Linked DNA regions of Danio rerio: region 1 is linked to region 2. A link is a contact called in public Hi-C data. All regions are on one chromosome and are shown on one strand. Each heading gives the region's core, a stretch centred on a gene start, on an enhancer-like site or on the middle of the called end of the contact. The rest is flanking DNA. Distances are from core to core; before and after follow the strand shown. Region 1 holds the start of lbx2 (ladybird homeobox 2). Region 2 has its middle 50 kb from the start of nanos1.

Region 1 (3,711 bases), core at 1,045-3,544, 220 kb before region 2:
GCCACCGTGAGCGTCTTCCATGTCCTCCATGGACACCAGTTTCTGCAATGCCTGTGGTGGGATTTTCTTGAGAGACTCTACGTCCGCCTTCATCTCCTCCAGATCTCTCTTGAGCTTGGCCCGTCGGTTCTGGAACCAGGTGATGACCTGCGCATTGGTCAGCCCCAGCTGCTGTGCTATCTGGTCTCTGTCAGCCGGTGAGAGGTATTTCTGGTACAAAAACCTCTTTTCCAGCTCGTAGATTTGGTGGTTGGTGAAGGCTGTGCGGGACTTCCGTCGTTTTTTGGATGCCTGTCTTTGGCCAAAGGCGTTGATGTGTTCACGACCTTAAAATGGAAAGAAAGGAGAGTTGATTTCCAGGAACACATGACAGAAATAATGCATGCAGGCAGTGTGTGTGTGAGAGAGAGAGATCTATACAATTTCATATAAGTTGGTAAGTCATTCTCAAGCAATATACAGATTTATATTAAGTAAAAAAGCTTGACTGGATTTCCTATTTTTGCTTATTTGGACTACAATTTCTATGAAGGTTACTCAAAGTTCCTTGGTGGTCCTATTTTTGGATGTACATGTTTCTTGAGTTGCTATGTGGTTCTCTGGAGACTAAAAAGTCCTTAATAACTTCTTTATATTAGTGTTTTGTTTCTATAAATTTTACACCAACAAAGCAAACTGTACATATAATTTTTAAAGATTTTTTTTGCATAATCAAGCTGCAAAATCCTGTTTGGTTCAAATTAGAACTTTTATTTTTGAGTGTACACACTGTTGTGTTATGTGATAGGCCGCAGTTGTTCATTCCAGCTGCATAACAGCTGTTCTTGAAAGAAGGGGAGAAACTTTCCAAAACATCTGAACTATTGATTGCCAAGTAAATTTGAAATATTTGATGTGTTAATCAAGCAGCCTATCACGCCACAGGACTGGCCTCAATCGTATTACCGACGACCTTAACTGCTAGTTTGACCCACAGAGACAGACAGTTCTGCAATGTCAACACGAACGTCATGATCTAGAACTGTTTTCAGTAAATATGTCAAGCAAACATGAATGATTTCCATCACTTTAACATCCTCGTAAACGCACGTCGATTTTTATCATATATATCATATATCATATATATCATATATCATATATATGAAAATAAAAATAACTTCGTTCTGTAGAAAAGGGTAATTTAGCTACTGACATTAACGGATAAGGCAAAACATTTCATAAAAAAAAAATGAATTAAAAATAGCAATTCGAGAAAATGATTGCTTGTTTTAAGAGGGGATATTTGCTTGAGAATCTAAGAAGTTTTGATTTTCAGGGCGGTGGGTGAAATTCCTGAAATAGTGACAATCACACTCTACGAACCGCTATTGAAATTCGGTTTAAAAATATGTAGGCTATGACAAAGAATTTAATAAATAAGCTAAGGTTATCTTCTTTTTTACCTAAAAGCGAAATAAATATGCTCCTTTTGACTAACAAGTAAGAAATAGTACACATACATTTGTATGTGTTCGTAAAAGGCTATTTTGTTTAATCGATGTCGTGTAAAACATGCATTTATAAAATGATGGCTCGCATTTTCCAAAAGCGTCACTAAAAATCCATATGTGCATTGAAAACAAGTGCGATAATTCGTTAATAATTATGAACTTTTTACCTTCTGCTGCTTGTATAACGCTGACTTCCAAACCCTTAAATGTTTTGCTCGCCAGCTCCTCCAGCGCGCACAACGGCGAGGACGGGGCGCTGATCCCGTTCCGAGATGCGCTCGAGCCGGTTACTTTCTCCAGCACCCGCGGAGGGCACAAACTACCGACGGACTTCTTAACGGAGGGCTTGTTTAAGATATCCTCAATGCTGAACGGGGTGAGAGGCTTGTTGGAGTTGGCCGGAGGTGGGAGTTGGTCCAAGGGACCCCGCCGCCTCTCCTCGCCGCTGGACTGCAAAACGGATCCTGCTTTCATGTCTTTAGAGCTGGAGGTCATCTCAGTCCCAAGAAACTATTTCGAATAGAAGTCACCTAGCTCGCTCAAACTTGTTTATACATACAAAAGCCTTGTCTGTTCCTTTCTTTACAAAAAATCGTTGTTGTTCCTCACTCTGAAGAGGCTCTCCAAAAGCACCATGCTTCAGGCGTCACATGCAGGAAGGCACCCGAACTTTAGTCCTCATACGCGGTGTTCTCTGAGCTGCTCCATGAAGATCTTCACCGTGTGTAGCCTTAGTGTCTCAAGGAGCCTCAAAACAGCAAGCAACCGCTAACGAGTTCTTGTTGATTGCTTTTGTGAAGTTCAATTAGAGAAACACTACACTACTTGCTGACCCGCTGCTCCGTCGTCTTAAAGGGCCAGACCATAATAATGAATTGGACCGAGAATAGGAGGAGTTTCCCCCTGAAGTTTAAAGAGAGGGGAGATGGCTCGGGATGTTTATGCATCTGTTGATGCATCCCACTCCCACTTAGGGAAAACCACGTGCTCCACCCGTATACCACCCTGAAAAGGGAGAGTGTGTGCTCATTAACACCAACACAGCCTTGAGTAAAGCAGTACGTTAATTAATACAATTTCATTTTAAAACAACAACTCAATTTCAAAACAACAACAATGATGATAATAATAATAATAATAATATGATTGATGAAAAATGTACAGAAACATTATAGAAATGTCTATAAAAATCCACATTGATGACATTCAAAAATGCAATATTTCAGTAATAATATATTCAAGAGTTGCCCTAATGGCAACAACTTGCTAATTAATATTGCAGGGTGTGATTATTGCACTTTTGGAGGCTGTTTTGACAGCGTAATTGTCTCACACCTTGTGTATCTGCTGTCATCATAACGCCAGGCTTTCAGCACAATACAAATTATTTTACTGAGAAAGCCGCATCAGTTATTGGACAACAATAATATTACACAATATAAATACACAAATTTGTATATTCCTTTTTACACTAATTTCACCATACATTTCAATGTTGATGCTAACAAAATGTGTTGGTTTTTGAAGTAACCTCTTCAATACTTAAATGACTTTTTTATGCAAGGGCATACATTTTTTTAAAAGATTATTATCGTTATATATTTTTGACAGGAATTTTTCCTTTTCATATGATTTTAGAGACCGCTTGAAGAACTTATCAATAATTATATATATATATATATATATATATATATATATATATATATATATATATATATATATATATATATATATATATATATATATATATATACTGGACAGTTCCATTCTACGAATTTGTAAAAATGCTCGTGGGTAAAGAAGAAAAAGCAGCATATAGCCTACTTCCAGCACTGCTGTTCTGACACAATGCGCGTCGGAGAGAATCTCAAATGATGCTCGTGGGACTCGCAAGAATATGCAGGTAAGAATACATCGTGTTTTTTTCTTTAGAAAGCACCGGATATATGAAAGCAACGGCTGATGTACCAGAAGAATATATTTAACAAAAGCATATCTATTTTTTTATTCTTACACAACAGGTCGTGATTTCTTGGTGCATCCATAATAGGCTACGATATGTTTTCTTTGTCCGATTCACCTTGCTTTTAAACATTAACATTTTTTTTTCCTTTATAGGCCTTTATAATCTATTTTTGATGTGCTCCTAATTGTTTTAAACGGTAAATTTGTATCACTTGTAAAATGAATGAAATGGTTTGGCACTTAATGACTGAGTTGC
Region 2 (3,573 bases), core at 725-3,224:
AGTAAAACAGGCTGGAATGAATGCAGTTTGCTGGATGCCTGTGCACAGACCACTAATATGTGATTAAAGAGGCTAAACTAACTGACAATAGAGAATGTTAGGGTAAATTGTAATAAACTATCAGTTAATGAACAGTTTCCATATTGTGTGATTCACATGTGTTTATTTACTATTGTGAATTGCATTATGGGAGTTTGATCTCTGCACTGTCGACTTTTGGTGTTGAAAAATCAACTCAAAGTGAAACTTTTAATGATATTTTAGTAGTTTTAAATAGTATAATGGATAAGAAATAATATAGAGAGAAATAAGTCTGTGGAATATAACAGAACATGTACTGGCAGTTTATTACAACATTGCACTGTAATATACAACACCAACCCAGACAATATATCAGTTTAAACGATTAAAAATGTTAATAAAACTCTTTTTTTTTTTTTTTTTTTTTTTTTACTTTTCAGGGTTAAAAAGTTGTTTGCAGAAAGATCAAGCTCATCATTGACAGTAATAATAATAATAATAATAATGATGATAATCTTTACATCATGTTTTTGCAGACTGATTTTTTAATAAAGGAACACTATTTACTCATGCTCAAGTTTTACTTTATGAGTTTCTTTCTTCTGTCAAACACAAAAGAAATGCTGAAAACTTGTAACTTGTAAAACTCAATGGTTTCCAACATTTTTCAAAATATCTTCTTTTGTATTTAACAGACCAAAGACACAAATTTAGCTTTGAAGTCAAGAGTAAGTGCATAATGACAGAATTAGACATTTTTGTGTGAACTACCCCTTTAAGCTCACTTGCTGAAGTTGATATGTGATGGCAACAAAAGGCAACAAAATATGAATATTTAAGGAATGAATTGATGAATGTTTACCCAAAATAGATTGTGAAGTATTAAGTATTTGACCACTTACATTTTAAAGGTTAGTATGGAGATTTATAAAACAGACATTTACAAAAAGGATTTTAGATAAAAGCAAAGCAAGAAACGTGTCCATATTAGTGTTGCAAAAATAATCTTTGAAAATAAAATGGCAATTAAAAAACATTATTAATAAAACTTATTCTATAGACACCATAACAGATAAATTAATGAAAAGAATAAAATATATATAGTATATATTGCTAGCCTGTACCCTATAAAACGTATTAGGGGGGTTGGTATGGGGGTATTTCATTTATAACTTAACTTTTGCATATGTGTATGCAAATGCATGCTATTACTTAATCACCTGATGATGACAATAATATTTATTTATTTATTTACATACATTTAACCATTATAATTAATATTTATTCATTCATTCATTTTTCTTTGGTCTAGTCCCTTATTTATCAAGGGTTGCCACAGCGGAATGAAACACTGAAATAAATTTTATATATTAAATAAATAAATATTATAAACACATTTATTTATTGGAAAGAAAGAAAGGTATAATGCAACATTCTTTGAATTTTTTGCCATTATTTATACAGTTATACATATTATTGGCTCTACATAATTTATAGTAATATTAATAAATATCAATTTTAAGAAATTTTACATGCATTATAGTAGATTTTCGTATATGCGCTCACTATAAAACCCTCACTATAACAAGGCCTCTTTTAAAATATAAATGCCCTTTATACAGCTGCACGCTGATCACAAAGCAATTTACATGACTCCTATTCCCTATAGAATTTCCTGTATCTCAGGCTAGAAACACACCAAGCTGCAACGCTTTTATGCATTAGCAAGCACATCAAACCTGACGCCGCTATATCATCTCTCCACCCTGCAGGTTCACAGCGGTTTCTTCCATCTCTGTGGTTTTGTGTTTCTCTCTCCACTGCATTCTCAGGCATGGCTCTCATGCATCAGATAGATGGATGTTTGGATTGCACTGTCCTTCAGTACCTGTGGTCAGTTCCTGTTGCAGGAGCTCTGTGCGCTGCTCATGGGAGTGAGCGAAACCACACTGCCACCTACAGTCCTTCTTCTCCTCCATCACGTTCCCTGAACCAGACTGAAGCTCAAATCCTGAAATGAAAAAGAGATGTATTTCACAGCTTCGTAAGCATGTTATCTTTAATGAAGTAAACTGAAGAATTCAATAATTAGTTCAAAAATACTGTATACCACACCATAATAAAATATATAACTTGATACAGTTCAATTTGATGCAAGAAATATATAATATATAAATGCAAATAATACCAAGCATTCATTCATTCATTTTCTTGTCGGCTTAGTCCCTTTATTAATCCAGGGTCGCCACAGCGGAATGAACCGCCAACATATCCAGCACATTTTTACACAGCGGATGCCCTTCCAGCCGCAAACCATCTCTGGGAAACATCCACACTCACATCCACACTCATACACTACGGACAATTTAGCCTACCTAATTCACCTGTACCGCATGTCTATGGACAGTGGGGGTAATCGTAGCACCCGGAGGAAACCCACGCAAACGCAGGAAGAACATGCAAACTCCAACTGAGCCAAGGATCGAACCTGCGACCTTCTTGCTGTGAGGCGACAGCACTACCTACTGCGCCACTGCGTCGCCTAATACCAAGCAACAATGTAGAAAACCTCTCACAGAGTTAAACGAGCAACTGCTAATGGTGACTGTCTAGTGCCAAAAGTGTAAGACCTCCTTTGGTCAATCTGTCTTCTCTGTAAAGGGAGCCAAACTGTGGAATGATTTACCAGGTAGCTTAAAATCAAAAGGTAATCTAAATATTTTTAGTAGTGTTCTCAAAAAGGGGATAAAAACAAAACAGCAGTGTTTGCACAAATAGTCTACTGTTAGTTTGTTGGATCATGTCGCCTTTGCTTTTGCCTTCAGTAATTTTATGTAAAGAATTGTAATGCTGTGTATGTGTATTTATTATATTTCCATTTTGCCAATTTTTAAGCCTCCTGTGGACATGTGTTGAGAATTAGCAAGTTTGCTAAAACACTTAAACAAATGCTCTTTTGGTTGTCCAGTTTCATAGATAATGAAAAGCTAGGGCGAGGCAGTGGCGCAGTAGGTAGTGCTGTCGCCTCACAGCAAGAAGGTCGCTGGTTCGAACCTCGGCTCAGTTGGCGTTTCGGTGTGGAGTTTGCATGTTCTCCCTGCCTTCGCGTAGGTTTCCTCCGGGTACTCCGGTTTCCCCCACAGTCCAAAGACATGCGGTACAGGTGAATTGGGTAGGCTAAATTGTCCGTAGTGTATGAGTGTGTAAATGTTTGTGTGTATGTTTCCCAGAGATGGGTTGTGGCTGGAAGGGCATCCGCTGCGTAAAAACTTGCTGGATAAGTTGGCGGTTCATTCCGCTGTGGCGACCCCGGATTAATAAAGGGGCTAAGCCGACAAGAAAATGAATGAATGAATGAATGAAAAGCTAGGGAGGAAAAAAGAGTGGAGGGGGGTCTTTAACTTAGAAACGTAATCACCTGATGATAAAATTTTAATTCCATAATAAGAAGAAATGGAAAACACTAGAGGCCCTATCATACTCCAGGCGCAATAAGGCTCAAGACGTGTTTTGCACGATTTGTTGGTATTTTCAGACTAACGCAACAGTAAT

Evidence for each region. Hi-C and Micro-C count contacts between places; a contact is called where the count stands out from the background.
Region 1: a Hi-C map of embryo shows a contact between it and region 2, with 5 times the contacts expected there. The contact joins the promoter of lbx2 here to the enhancer-like site in region 2. A contact is called at or near these places in 7 of 18 Hi-C or Micro-C datasets (caudal fin, embryo, fibroblasts and 2 more) and 3 of 4 datasets of contacts at active chromatin or transcription factors (caudal fin, embryo and gastrula embryo).

The regions. Positions count from the first base shown.
Region 1 is chr14:5,914,251-5,917,961 of GRCz12tu, reverse strand. lbx2 (ladybird homeobox 2) reads right to left here and starts at 2,294. Exons shown (of 2, transcript NM_001007134.1): 1 at 1,658-2,294; 2 at 1-326. The coding sequence starts at 1,985.
Region 2 is chr14:5,693,327-5,696,899 of GRCz12tu, reverse strand. No RefSeq gene overlaps it. Among named protein-coding and RNA genes, the nearest start is that of nanos1, 50 kb to the right of the region's middle. Within about 2 kb of position 1,974, at least 3 of the 62 cell types and tissues checked have an H3K27ac peak or open chromatin away from gene starts, as enhancers often do.